Regions from separate parts of the Mus musculus genome. Here region 1 is linked to region 2. Evidence: chromatin contacts called from public HiChIP or PLAC-seq data. All regions are on one chromosome and are shown on one strand. The core of a region is the stretch at or near the end of the contact, and the rest is flanking DNA. Distances in the headings are between cores, read along the strand shown. Region 1 overlaps Gemin5 (gem nuclear organelle associated protein 5). Region 2 holds the start of Larp1 (La ribonucleoprotein domain family, member 1).

The links. HiChIP or PLAC-seq counts read pairs in DNA pulled down with a chosen protein or histone mark.
Region 1: a contact with region 2 is called in an H3K4me3 HiChIP or PLAC-seq map of bone marrow-derived macrophages, with 3 times the contacts expected there. The contact joins the enhancer-like site here to the promoter of Larp1 in region 2. A contact is called at or near these places in 2 of 484 Hi-C or Micro-C datasets (CD4 T cells and nephron progenitors), 2 of 115 datasets of contacts at active chromatin or transcription factors (bone marrow-derived macrophages and embryonic stem cells) and 2 of 9 other capture datasets (adipose tissue and liver).

The regions. Positions count from the first base shown.
Region 1 is chr11:58,141,614-58,147,891 of GRCm38.p6, forward strand. It overlaps Gemin5 (gem nuclear organelle associated protein 5), which reads right to left. Exons shown (of 28, transcript NM_172558.3): 13 at 6,214-6,278; 14 at 4,780-4,919; 15 at 3,736-3,907; 16 at 1-196. Among named protein-coding and RNA genes, the nearest start is that of Gm33350, 15 kb to the left of the region's middle. Within about 2 kb of position 2,723, at least 13 of the 459 cell types and tissues checked have an H3K27ac peak or open chromatin away from gene starts, as enhancers often do. A contact at or near this core is called in bone marrow-derived macrophages, where this site is marked.
Region 2 is chr11:58,007,002-58,012,531 of GRCm38.p6, forward strand. Larp1 (La ribonucleoprotein domain family, member 1) reads left to right here and starts at 2,063. Exons shown (of 19, transcript NM_028451.1): 1 at 2,063-2,546. The coding sequence starts at 2,192.

The DNA.
Region 1 (6,278 bases), core at 1,473-3,972, 140 kb after region 2:
TCCTGGGCTTCCTCCTCACCATCCTGGTCCGACAAGCCGTTCTCAGCAGGTCCAGAGTTCTCCTTTACACTCTCATCTTCATTGCCAACGGATGAATCCTGCTTTACAGGCAGTCGCAAGGTAGGTTTTTTCTTCTTTTTAAGCTTTGGCTTAAATTGAGAGAGTCGTTTTTTCTCTAGTTCAATACATTTTTTCCCTACAAAGAACACAATAAAATTAAAAATAGATAAAATACACTGTGAATCAGAAGCATCCTGGTGAGCTCGTCTGGAGCCCACAGCACTCTTCTGACAGGCTCACACACCTTCCTGCACTGCACCTGAAGACAGCTGCATCCTCCACCAGAGCTCAACCCTGGGAGCCCATCCATTCTACTCATGTCTTCCCACTCTTCATGGGGTACCTGGGAGTCAGTACATGCTTTCTTGTGGTTATTTTAAGCATATAATGAGGGTATCCTGACAGTGTCTGCTGTCTGGAGCCTAGAGGATGACGCGTGTGCTACAAAGGGCATGGCTGGAGAAGTGACCCAAGCCCTTGGAGGAGCCCAGAAGATCTTAAGTTGGACCCTGACATTGGACGGTTGGAGATTGACTTTTGCTTTTGATTGTGGCTGTGCCCTGATATTTTCCCTCTTGAAGGAAGAAACTGTTTTAGTGGAGCCCACAGTTAAGAGACTTTTAATTGTAAAAAGACTTTGGATTTTAAAAGAGATGGATATTTTAAAGAGATTGAAATTTTAAGAATATGTAAAGACTGTGGGACTTTTAAAGTTATTTAGATAACTTCTGGTTCCAGCTTCTTGACTGGTTCTATCCCAACCAGGGGGCACTTGTGATTCCCTGGTTGGAATGCACTGTTGGACAGAACTGGTTTTCAGGAGAGGCCTATAAACTCCAGAAGTATTAGACTTCCTTGTGACTCTGGAACCTGAAGACTATGATTCTCACACACCTGGCACTTACTAGTTTGCAGCTTTTAGTACGACTCTGTTTCTTCCTTAAAGCCTTTATTGTTTGCTTAGTCATTTTTATCATATTTCAACTGCTTTTGACAGATTCATAGCAGTGCAACCCAGCACTCCCACCACAAACCAGATATGAAGTGTCCCCTTGACCTAAGACTCTCCAACTGTCTTATAAATGCTCTGGATCTCCAGCTCCAGGTTCCTGCTAATCTGTCACCAGTCTGAATGTCACCTGTTGTAGGTTTTCATAGAAACAGTAGGTATTCTGTGCAGTCCCCTGATCCTGTCGACTGTGGCTTGTCAGAAACCCATCAATCTGATGCTTGATCAGTAGCTGTTCATTGTCTGTTCTGGGAGTGCTGACCCAGGCCTTGGACACATGACATGCTCTGTACTCAGCTGTCCCTCCAGCCTACAACGTCTTTCTTATGGCTACTTATGCTCATATGTTCATTAGCATTTGAGCTGTGTCCAGGTTCTGACCACAGACAAAGCTAATCTGAGTATTCTTTTTTTTTTGTTTTTTCGAGACAGGGTTTCTCTGTGTAGCCCTGGCTGTCCTGGAACTCACTCTGTAGACCAGGCTGGCCTCGAACTCAGAAATCCGCCTGCCTCTGCCTCCCGAGTGCTGGGATTAAAGGCGTGTACCACCACGCCCGGCTTAATCTGAGTATTCTTTTACCAGACTCTAAGAGGATGGGAAATGTTATCATTTGAGATATATTTCTTCATCTCCTGTTTTTAGTTGTTTATGGTAGGGAGATGTGTCAAACATCAGTTAGTTTATTTTCTTTAAATTAAAAAAATTATATTCATAAAATTTACACTTAGTTTTGTAAATTTGTGAAATTGACATGTAAATTAGAAACATTATATTTACATGATTGTGTGTCTGACAGAGAGGGGGGAGAGAGAGAGAGAGAGAGAGAGAGAGAGAGAGAGAGAGAGATCCATCAGAGGACAGCTTATGGGACTTATCTCTTTCCTTCTCTCATACTATGTGGGTCCTGGGGTTCAAATTCAAGTTGTCAGGCTTAGCAGCAAGTACACTTTTATACCCAAAATGCTGTGTAACAGTTTCCTCTGAGATTCAAACGCTCCATTCTGCAGGAATGCTCTTTAAGCAGGAATGCAAATAACTCAAAAAAGCTTCAGAAGTCCCTGAAACTGGCAGGATTCACGAGGTACCTCACTACCAGAGAAAGCAGTAAAAGCTGAGAGTCCCCCTCAGAGGAAGAGAAGCTGTGTTGCAAAGACTCAGACAAGCCAGGCTGCCAAGACTTCGGGATTTAGACCACTGCTTAGAAAAAGCAGAAGCTAGCTTCGCCATCTGGAGGAGGGTTAGAATAGTCATTTGGCAAGGCCACTTTCCAATCTGTTGAGATGACTACAGGCTGTGTGTGCAGTGTGCTCCAGGTTCCCATCTTTTGTAAGCTGTTGCCCACGTTGGGGTGGACTTTGGAAATTCAGCTGTCATTGAGTCACTTCTGTTCCTATAAGTAATCCCAAGGAAACACGTGGTACCATCACATAGACACCATTGGTGTTATCATCTATCTATCTACCTACCCACCCACCTACCCCCATCCATCCATCCATCCATCCATCATATAGAGAGAACTCACAAGAAACTAATACATACGCGTGTGTTATTAATACATACATATTAATTAGTGTGAGTCTGAGCACTCGTGATCACCAGGCAGGCCACAACATGCCTATGAAAGTCAGAGGCCGACCCTGGAGTCAGTTCCTCTTTCCATCTTTATATGGGTCCTAGAGGCTGAGCTCAGGCTGACAGGCCTGCTTGGCAATTAAGTCCCTTTACCCCATGATAACCAACCTGACCACATATGCAATCAACTAAAATCCAACAAGTAGGGCCACATCTGTGAGCAATTTTCTCTTATCTTCTTTTAATTTTTTGAGAGAGGACTGTCCTGGAGTTTGCAATGTAGAGCAGGCTGGCCTTGAAGAGGAAAGATCCTCTTGCTTCTGCCTCCCAGGTGCTGAGATTAAAGGCACATGGCACTATGCTGAGCTTTGTGAGAGATTTTCTGGATTGGATCTGAAATCAGAAGAACCATCCACACCTGGGCCACACCTCCGGGCCTATATAAAAGGCCATGGAAAACCTTTGCTTTTGACCACTTGTCCTCACTCTCGTCAGCATCAGAACCTACTTCTTTAGGATCCAACACAGACTGAAGACCAGCAGCTTTCTGGGAGTCTTCCCAGACTCTAGCACTAGATTGCAACTGCTGAGCAGTCTTGTGCACTGAATAGCTACTACATCTTTGGCCTTTCCATCAGGAGTCAACTGTTATCAGACTATCCAGACCACAGCTTGTAAAACACTCTAATAAATCCTGTCTGTGTGTTTCATTCTATCAGTTTTGTTCCTTTAGAATCCTGAGTAACCCCCATCCATTGTCAGACATCTTGCTGCTCCCCCCTCAATTCAACTGTCTGTTTGTTTAGCAAGGTCCCTTTTAAGTTGATCCCCATACTTTGATGTGACTCAGTTCTCTGAGTACATCTTTTCTTTCTGGCATAAGATGTTGTAGGTTCTTTCATTTCCCAGGGTTGCCTGACAACCCTGGTAAGAGTTCAGCCATACTTGTTACAATTTGGCAGTGCTATCCTTGGCCCTGTAGGTTACTGACCCATCCTACAGATGCTAGGTGGGTTCAGAACAATTACTAAAGCAGAGGAAAAGAAAATCAGAAACAACAGTGTGTAGGCTCTCCAACTTCTTCTAAACCAACCTTGAGGAGGCCGGGAATGGTCCTGCATGGAAGTCAGCCACCTGTAGACACAGAAGTCATCTGCACCTGAGTAGATGCATTCTGGATCCACTGGGGACCACGCGACACATAGCAGCCGGCCTCGATGTCCTCGGAAATTGAACAAAGGTTCTTCCCGGAGGGCATCCCACACCTAAAACCACAGCAGTGGACAGAATGGACAATTGCTGGTTATTCTATTGTTCTGTGTCATTATTTGCTCAGTTACAAATACACTCAAGATGGGCTAAGGCATTCATGTGACAACACCAGCTCCCAGGGGAGGAGCATGTGTGAGAGGCATTCCTATGGAAATGATCCACTGCTGCTCTGTGGACCACATTATCTCAAACCAGAATTGTGTTAGTATTTGTCCTGGGGAGCTGGCGCCGTGGCCCACACCTACAACCCCAGCATGGATAGTTGAAGCAAGAGGCTTAAAGCTTTGAGCATAGGATCATGAGACAGTTCAGTGGAAAAGACACTTGCTGCAAAAGTCCGATGACTTGCGTTCAATCCCCTGGACCTACATGATGAGAGGAGAACACCAACACCTACAAGTTTTCCTGGCCCCTCCCCACCTCCAGCATGCACACAGACTCGTACTGTTTCTATCTCTGTCTCCGTCTTTGTCTTCATCTCCACACCCCCCCTCATGCATGTACATACCTATAAAATAAATGTAATTTTAAAAAACCAAACCAATACAAAATACCAAGAGTCTTAGCACAGCCTACCTTACACAGCAAGACCCTGAAGCAAAGGCCCAAACAAAAAAAGTGCCTATAGTTAACTGACATCTTCATGTTGGTTTGGCTGAAAGAGACTTTTGGGCTACAGTGTCTACAGAGAGTAATCAGAAGGCAGCACACTGACTGTAAGGCCAAATGTATGACGGAACTACAAGGTCTTCTGGCTCCTCCTTTCTACAGACAACAGAAGGGGAATGAAAAGAATCCCAAACAGGGAAGAGGACATTAAATCAGACTACACAGTGAAGGATCCTGAATCAAGGACACACAGTACCTGAGCTGTGCCATCGTAGCAAGCAGATACCAGCCTTCCGTCATGATGTGGGCTCCATGCCAGACTGGTAATCTTGGCTGTGTGCCCCGAGAGGGTGCGGTAGGGCTCTGTGATGGTTATTGGAGACTCAGGATTGCTTTCTGAAGGGAAAGGGGGAGAAGTCACAACAACAGTCACAGGAAGGGTGCATAGGAAGATAGAACATGACAGGAGGCAAGGCTTTAGTCTTTCTCAATGACCAAGAATTCTCAACTCACTAGATTATAAGAGCCACAGGATCAGGGAATTTGCTGCCAGATTGTGTCTCCTTTAAAAGACCATGAGGTCTCATCAATATGGCTGCCCAACCATGACCTGAACAAAGACGACACCACTAATGTAGAAGGGAGAAGGCTCATGATGCCTACACAGACAAAGAACTACATGCAACTTAGAAATACTGAGAGGGAGACACAGCCTTCCCCAGGAAAGAACACATCAACTGGTAATCCAACATCAAGTCATCAGCCCTGAACACATAAACGTAAAAGCAACACTATACAGACTGGGCAGGTAACACTTACACATTTAGGAATATGTGTGTGCAACAATGATTAAAAAAAAAAGAGCCCAAGATTTGAAAGAGAGCAAGGTCTGTACACAGAAGGGTTTGGAGAGGGAAGGAGGAGGAAATGACATAACTGCATTATAAGCTCAAAATTAAACAACTGTTAAAGATGAATGCAGCTCACTGACATCTGACATGCAGGCCACCATAGGAAATGTGCTACACAAAGGCACCGACTCTAAAGCAACCTGTCCTGTACATAATTACATTCACACAGGACTTTAGATAGTAAGAGATTATCTGGAGCCACTCGTGAGAAAATACTAGATAAAACAACCAAACAACTGTTCTTGTTTCCAGTTACCACCAATTCCTTTACCTGAAAAAATCTGACATTTCTTGGTAATATGGTCTGCTCTGCTGATATGGTGACAGATTACCTCATCTTAAAAAAGGGAACGGGGTGAGGGAACTGGAGAGATGGTACAGTGGTTAGGAGTAAAGGCTGCTCTTCCTGAGGTCCTGAGTTCAATTTCCAGCACCCTCAGGACAGCTTATGACCATCTATAAAGGGATTGATGCTTTCTTCTAGCATGCAGGTATACATACAGCAGAGCACTCATATACATAAATTAAATAAATAAAATTTAATAACAACAAAGAACAAGAAAACCCAACTGATCTGTGAAGTCTCTATACCTACATTTAAAGGTTCTTTCCCTGGGCACAGGACTGCAGATTATAGTTGGACATGAAGTACAAGATGCAAGCCAGCACTCAGAAGGCACAGGCAGGAGGATAGTGCTCAAGGCTACAGGAGGCCAGCCTGGGCAACATGAGCCCGGCTCAAAACTCCTGCATCATCCCAGCCCAGAAGTCAGTGTTACCTAGGACTGCTTTCAGGTTGTGCACGTAGATGACTGCATTGTTGGAGCCAGAAGCAAGGAGACAG
Region 2 (5,530 bases), core at 813-3,312:
TGATTAAAGGGTAGACATGCCACAGTTTTAAGCTGGGGGAGGGGATCTGCCTTTAACCCCAGCACTCTTGAGGCAGAAGCAGGCAGATCTCTGTGAGTTCCAGGCCAGAGTGAGGAGTTTCAGGACAGCAAAGGCTCCCCAGAGAAACCCTGTTTCAGAAAACAACAACAATAACAAAAATACTGCTTAAATTCTCTATCTCCTTCAAACCGTATATTCCTCCGTGCTTCTCCGAGCAAGCGCTGGCTTTAGTGTGTTGTGCCTTATAATGGGGGCACTTTGGCTCTCATTGACTACTTAGGCATTAATTTTCCTCTAAGAGAGGGGCTATCAGGGAAGGCTAGAGAGCTGTCCCAGGCTTGCAGGCAAAGACTGGAGATGGAATTGAACACCAGATTGCTATGAACACTTTCCCCAGTATTCCCGGTGTCCACAATACCAGTGTCTGGTCTCTAAGAGTCTTTTCAGGAAGCCATGCCCCCCACCCAGGAGACCACCTGTTTTCTAATCCTTCTTTTGGAGAGTTCGCCAACCTTCCAGGCTGTTCGGTTCTCAGATTTCTAGATCCAGTCAGTTCCTGACACGTCTCTTATTTCCAGTATTTTGGGATCTGAGTTCAAGGAAACCTTCTCTCAGCAATTAAAGAAGCCAATCTCAGTTAAATTCATGATGTTGTAACCCTCTAATCCCAGCACTAGGGAGGCAGAGACAGGTGGGTCTCTGTGTGTCCGAAGTAAGCCTGGTTGCCTGGTCTACAGAAAGAGAGAGTTCTAGGATAATCAGAGCCCAGAACTAGACAGAAACCAAACCAAACCAAACCAACCAACCAACCAACCAATCAACCAACCAACCAACCAAAAACTCTGCTTGAAAAACAAAAAAATACCCAAACAAACCAAACGGAAAAAACAACCCAAAACAAACAAAAAGCCAATCTTGTCTACTTCATTACAGCACAGTGACTACTGCGCTGTAATGAAGTATTTGTTTCTCCTGTTTACTGTGCCTTCCCCCACCTTACAGTGTAAATTCCGGGAGGACAGGTGCTTGTTAGCCTGGTTTATTGGCAGACCTTTCTAAGAACTTTGCAGGCCCCCAGAGCATAAAGTCAGTAAACATTTATTGAACCAAATGACAGAGAAATTTGAAACCACCTGGCATAAATGGTTCCTTCATTTTACAATAGAGAAATCGAGACCCAGGAAGTGGACCTGACTACTGCTGATAACCCCTAACTAACTGCAATGGGGTCAGGGTTAAGATACAAATCTCAGAGCTTTCTGAGTCCCTCAATTAAGTGTCAGTTCAACTCTACCCTAAACAATTCTATAGAAAAAACACAAGCGACTTGAAAGAAAAGCCATTTCCTGCCTATAAAACACTGGGTTTCGAGGGCCTGCATAGCGTGGGTACTACTGGGAATTCTGTTCTCTTTCCGAGGCGCTCGCTGCCCCTGTGGGGAAAGAACTCCCTTGGACCCATTACCAGTGCTCTGGCCAGGCTGCAGCTGGGCCAAGGTCATCGGAGTGGGGCCAGAAGCCACGCACAGGGGGCGGCCAAAGAACCCCTCTGCATCACTAGCCAAGTCTGGGCTGACATAGTAAAAGACCCCAACGCGGAGCCCCGAGAAACACTTGTCACCAGCGTTAGCAGGCCGGGCCGGCCGCGTGGCCAGGTCCCATGTGCTCCACCTGCGACCGTTCTGGGGCGCTGGCCCTTTAAGGCTCCTCCCCCACCCCCGCCCTCCGAAGTTGCATCAGGCACGTGCTCGCCCCCGTCCACTTGCCGCGCCACAGGAATGGTCTCCAGGGGGCGGGGCCGGGGCGGGACCTTCCGCCCTGCGCGCGCGCGCCCGTCGCCGCGCCGTCCCCGCCCCTCGCGCGCCGCGTCGCGAGGCGCGCGCCCGCCCGCCGCCCGCCGCGGATCGCGTGGTCTGGCTCGGCTCTCCGCGCCGCTCCCCCCCTGGCCGTCCGCACCACTGCAGCCCCCCGAGCCGCCCCGGGCCGGGGGCGGGGGGACGCAGGCGGCGGACCGAGGTCCGCCAGGCCGGCTAGGCGCGCCGGAGCCTTCTGCCCGGCGCGCCACTCAGCGTCAGCCCGTCCGCGCCGCTCCGCGTCCGCGCGGCCCGGGCTCCGGCGCCCCGCCAGCGGCCTCGAGCGGGGCCCGCGGCGCGCCCGGCCCCTCCGCGCAGATGGCCACTCAAGTGGAGCCGCTGCTGCCGGCGGGCGCCCCGCTGCTGCAGGCCGAGGAGCACGGCCTGGCGAGGAAGAAGCCGGCGCCCGACGCCCAGGCCGAGTCGGGCCCGGGTGACGGCGGCGGAGAGCCCGACGGCGGCGTCCGCAGGCCGCGGCCCGCCTGCGCCAGGCCTGGCCGCGACGGCGCGGAGCGCGAGAGCCCGCGGCCACCCGCAGCTGCGGAAGCCCCAGCGGGGAGCGACGGCGAGGACGGCGGCCGGCGTGACTTCGTGGAGGCACCGCCGCCCAAGGTGAACCCGTGGACGAAGCACGCGCCGCCGCCGGCCGCGGTGAACGGACAGCCGCCTCCAGGTGGGTCTGCGCGGCGCGGCACTGGCCCGCGCAGTGACGCGGGCGTTTCCCTCGGAGCGGGGCTACCGGGGCCGCAGCGGTTGGTGGCAACGGCATGCCTCGGGCCTAGCTTGGCGGACTGGGCCGGGCGGGGCCGCTCGTGTGCCCTGTGCTCCCTATGCGTCTCGGCGCCTCGAGAGTGCGTGTTCAGAGAACATGTGTCATGGCTCCGAGCTGGGCCTGGCTTTGAACTTTGCAACTTTGCGCTTCGGGGAGCCGGGTGAAGCGTGGGGAGCGCGGGCCCCTGCGTGCCCGGGAGCCGGTTGCGGCCCGCGGCGACGCGAGGGGCGTGTGTGGCGGCGAGGGAGTGGCCGCGCCGGTGCGGGGCGGGCGGGTGACAGTTGGGCGCCATGCGCCGTGCCAGGACTGTTCGCAGCGCTCGCCGGCCGGAGCTGCGCGCGGGGCTCCCCTCCCCCGCTGAGTCCGGGTGGGAGGTGGCTCGGGAATCCTAGCCGGGCGCGATCGGCGTGGGCATCTAGTGGCGCACCACTCGGGCACAGCCTCCGCTTGGGTACTCCTGGGTGTTTGATAGTGAGCATGGCCCTTGAGTTTGATCGTCGGAGTCCTGGTACTTTTAACTTTAAAAAATGAAAAAAAAAAAAAAAACCAAAACCAAAAACTTGCTATGGAGCTTAGGTGTGGTTGCCTAACCTAAGCTGGGCACCGAGGAAGTCGGAGCTAGCCGCTTTCAGGTTCCAGAGTGCTGGAAAGTGTAGGCCTAGCCCTGGGGGAAACCAGCACGTTGGTTGCCCTTTCGATTTCTCTTAGGGTTGCTTCATAAGGAAGAGGGCACATGGGGTTGGGGGTGTTGTAGTACCAGAGTTTCCCTCTTCTTCTCCTTCCCTTCCCGAATCCTCTTATGCAAGGGGCAGTACTGAAACCTCCATTTTCTTTCATATCCTCGTTTTCCACCCACAGAGTGGAGGAATCAACTTTAAGACGCTCTTTGGTCCTGCCCCTCTTTAAATTCAGAGGTATAATCATCCTCTCGAGCCGCGCTCCTCAGAAGTTTAAATGAGGCTGTTCGCTCAGTTCGCCGCACTTAGCTACTGGTGAACCTGCCTTGTGGGTTTTAAATCAGCTGTGACAATCAGGCAGGATTGGGTGCCTGAGCTGGCATTTTGTGTAAAGCCATGGGCCCTTGATAGCTTGCGTCATTGGAGCTATTGATCGTGGGAAGAAGACAGTTTGGCTGGCATCTCAACTTTTCCTCAGGATAAAGCCAAACTCAATTTAAGTGACCAAAGCACACATTTTAGGTATACTATATCTGTTCTGTTCCAGTGGGGTTTTTTGGTTGTTTTTTGTTTTGGTTTGTTTGTTTTGTTTCTTTTGTAATCTTACCAGTTGGTTTTGATAGAATCTTTGGAGTAGTTTTTTGACAGACTTACCAGAACTAATCCAATAGCTTCTGAATTTAAGCTTGTTAAGACCTTGGTGCTTTTTAAAGTGAATTCTGTGATTGGGTTGTCTGTCTGGCAAGGCTAGGTGGTGGTGGCCTTATTGCCTCAGCCAAAGGGATCGGTAGGTCCCTTTTCAGCTCTGATTTTATCTTCAGCCAGGACATCTTTAAATGAATGTGCCACCAGTGGAGTGGTTGTGTGGTCTTGGGATTTTTATGTTCTGTGATGCATGTGTTTTTGGGAGTGTACAGAAATGAGTGTCTCATAAGCAAGCTAAGCTTTCCAAAGCTTGCTGCAAATGCCTATTTTTAGCCTTCTTTTGGCTCAGATGCTGGTGTTTAAGTATTTGAGGGACACTAGCAGTAACTAGTAATAAAGTATGTTTTACCCTCTCTTCCTTCCATGTGGCATTTCCTATCTTGTTTAACCTCTAAGTCCTAGGTTTGTATTGGGGAGAGGGGAAAGTGAGGGCATAGTCTTAGTGTAGCCTGGAACTTAGCTTGGAACGGAATCAAGGCTGGTCCTAAACTCCTGATTCTCCTACCTCTGCCTTCCCTATACCTGGTTTTAACCCCTCCCCACCTCCACCTCTGTGTGTTTGTTGTTCCTTAGTTCCAGTTTCATTCTTTCTTTTCTTTATACATACATTATGTACCTACTGCAGTTTCCCCTTCATTTTCCCCCCAACTCCAACCCACCCCCGTTTTAGATTTATGGGTTTTTTTGTTTTTGTTTTTTTCTGTTTTTTTGAGACAGGGTTTCTCTGTAACCCTGGCTGTCCTGTAGACCACGCTGGCTTCGAACTCAGAAGTCCGCCTGCCTCTGCCTCCCAAGTACGGGGATTAAAGGCGTGCACCACCACTGCCCTGCTAGGTTTATGGTTTTAAGTTTTGGGATTTGTCCTTTTGGACACCCTCCTGAACAGTATTTTTTCCATTCTTTCCCCTTATTCCAGCCACACCCCCTCTCAATCTTGAGTGCCCAAGTGGGAAGAGATGCATAGATTTTTGGGGTCAGTCTGCACGTGCTGTATCGCTGTCTCTTGTTAGCTGAGTCCCACCCTCCTCATTTGAACAACAGGGAATAGTTTATGATGTGCATGCCTCTCAGGATAGTGGTGACCCTTCACTGTGATAACAACATTTCTCAGCCTTCCTAATGCAGTGACCCTTTAAATATAATTCCTCAGTCCTGGTGACCCACCCCCCAGCCATAAAATTATTTTTGGTTTTTTGAGACAGGGTTTCTCTGTATAGCCCCGGCTGTCCTGGAACTAACTCTGTAGACCATGCTGGCCTTGAAATCCACCTGCCTCTGCCTCCCAAGTGCTGGGATTAAAGGCATGTGCCACCACTACCCGGCACAAAATTATTTTTGTTGCTACTTCATAACTAGCTTTGCTACTGCTGTGAATCATGATGTAAATATGTTTTCTGGTGGTCTCTGGTGAATCCTGTGAAAGAGCTTAAGAACTGTTGGTTCAGTGCCTAAGAGATTATGGGACCTTCAGAAACTTTTATGTGGGTCTTTTTTTTTTTTTTT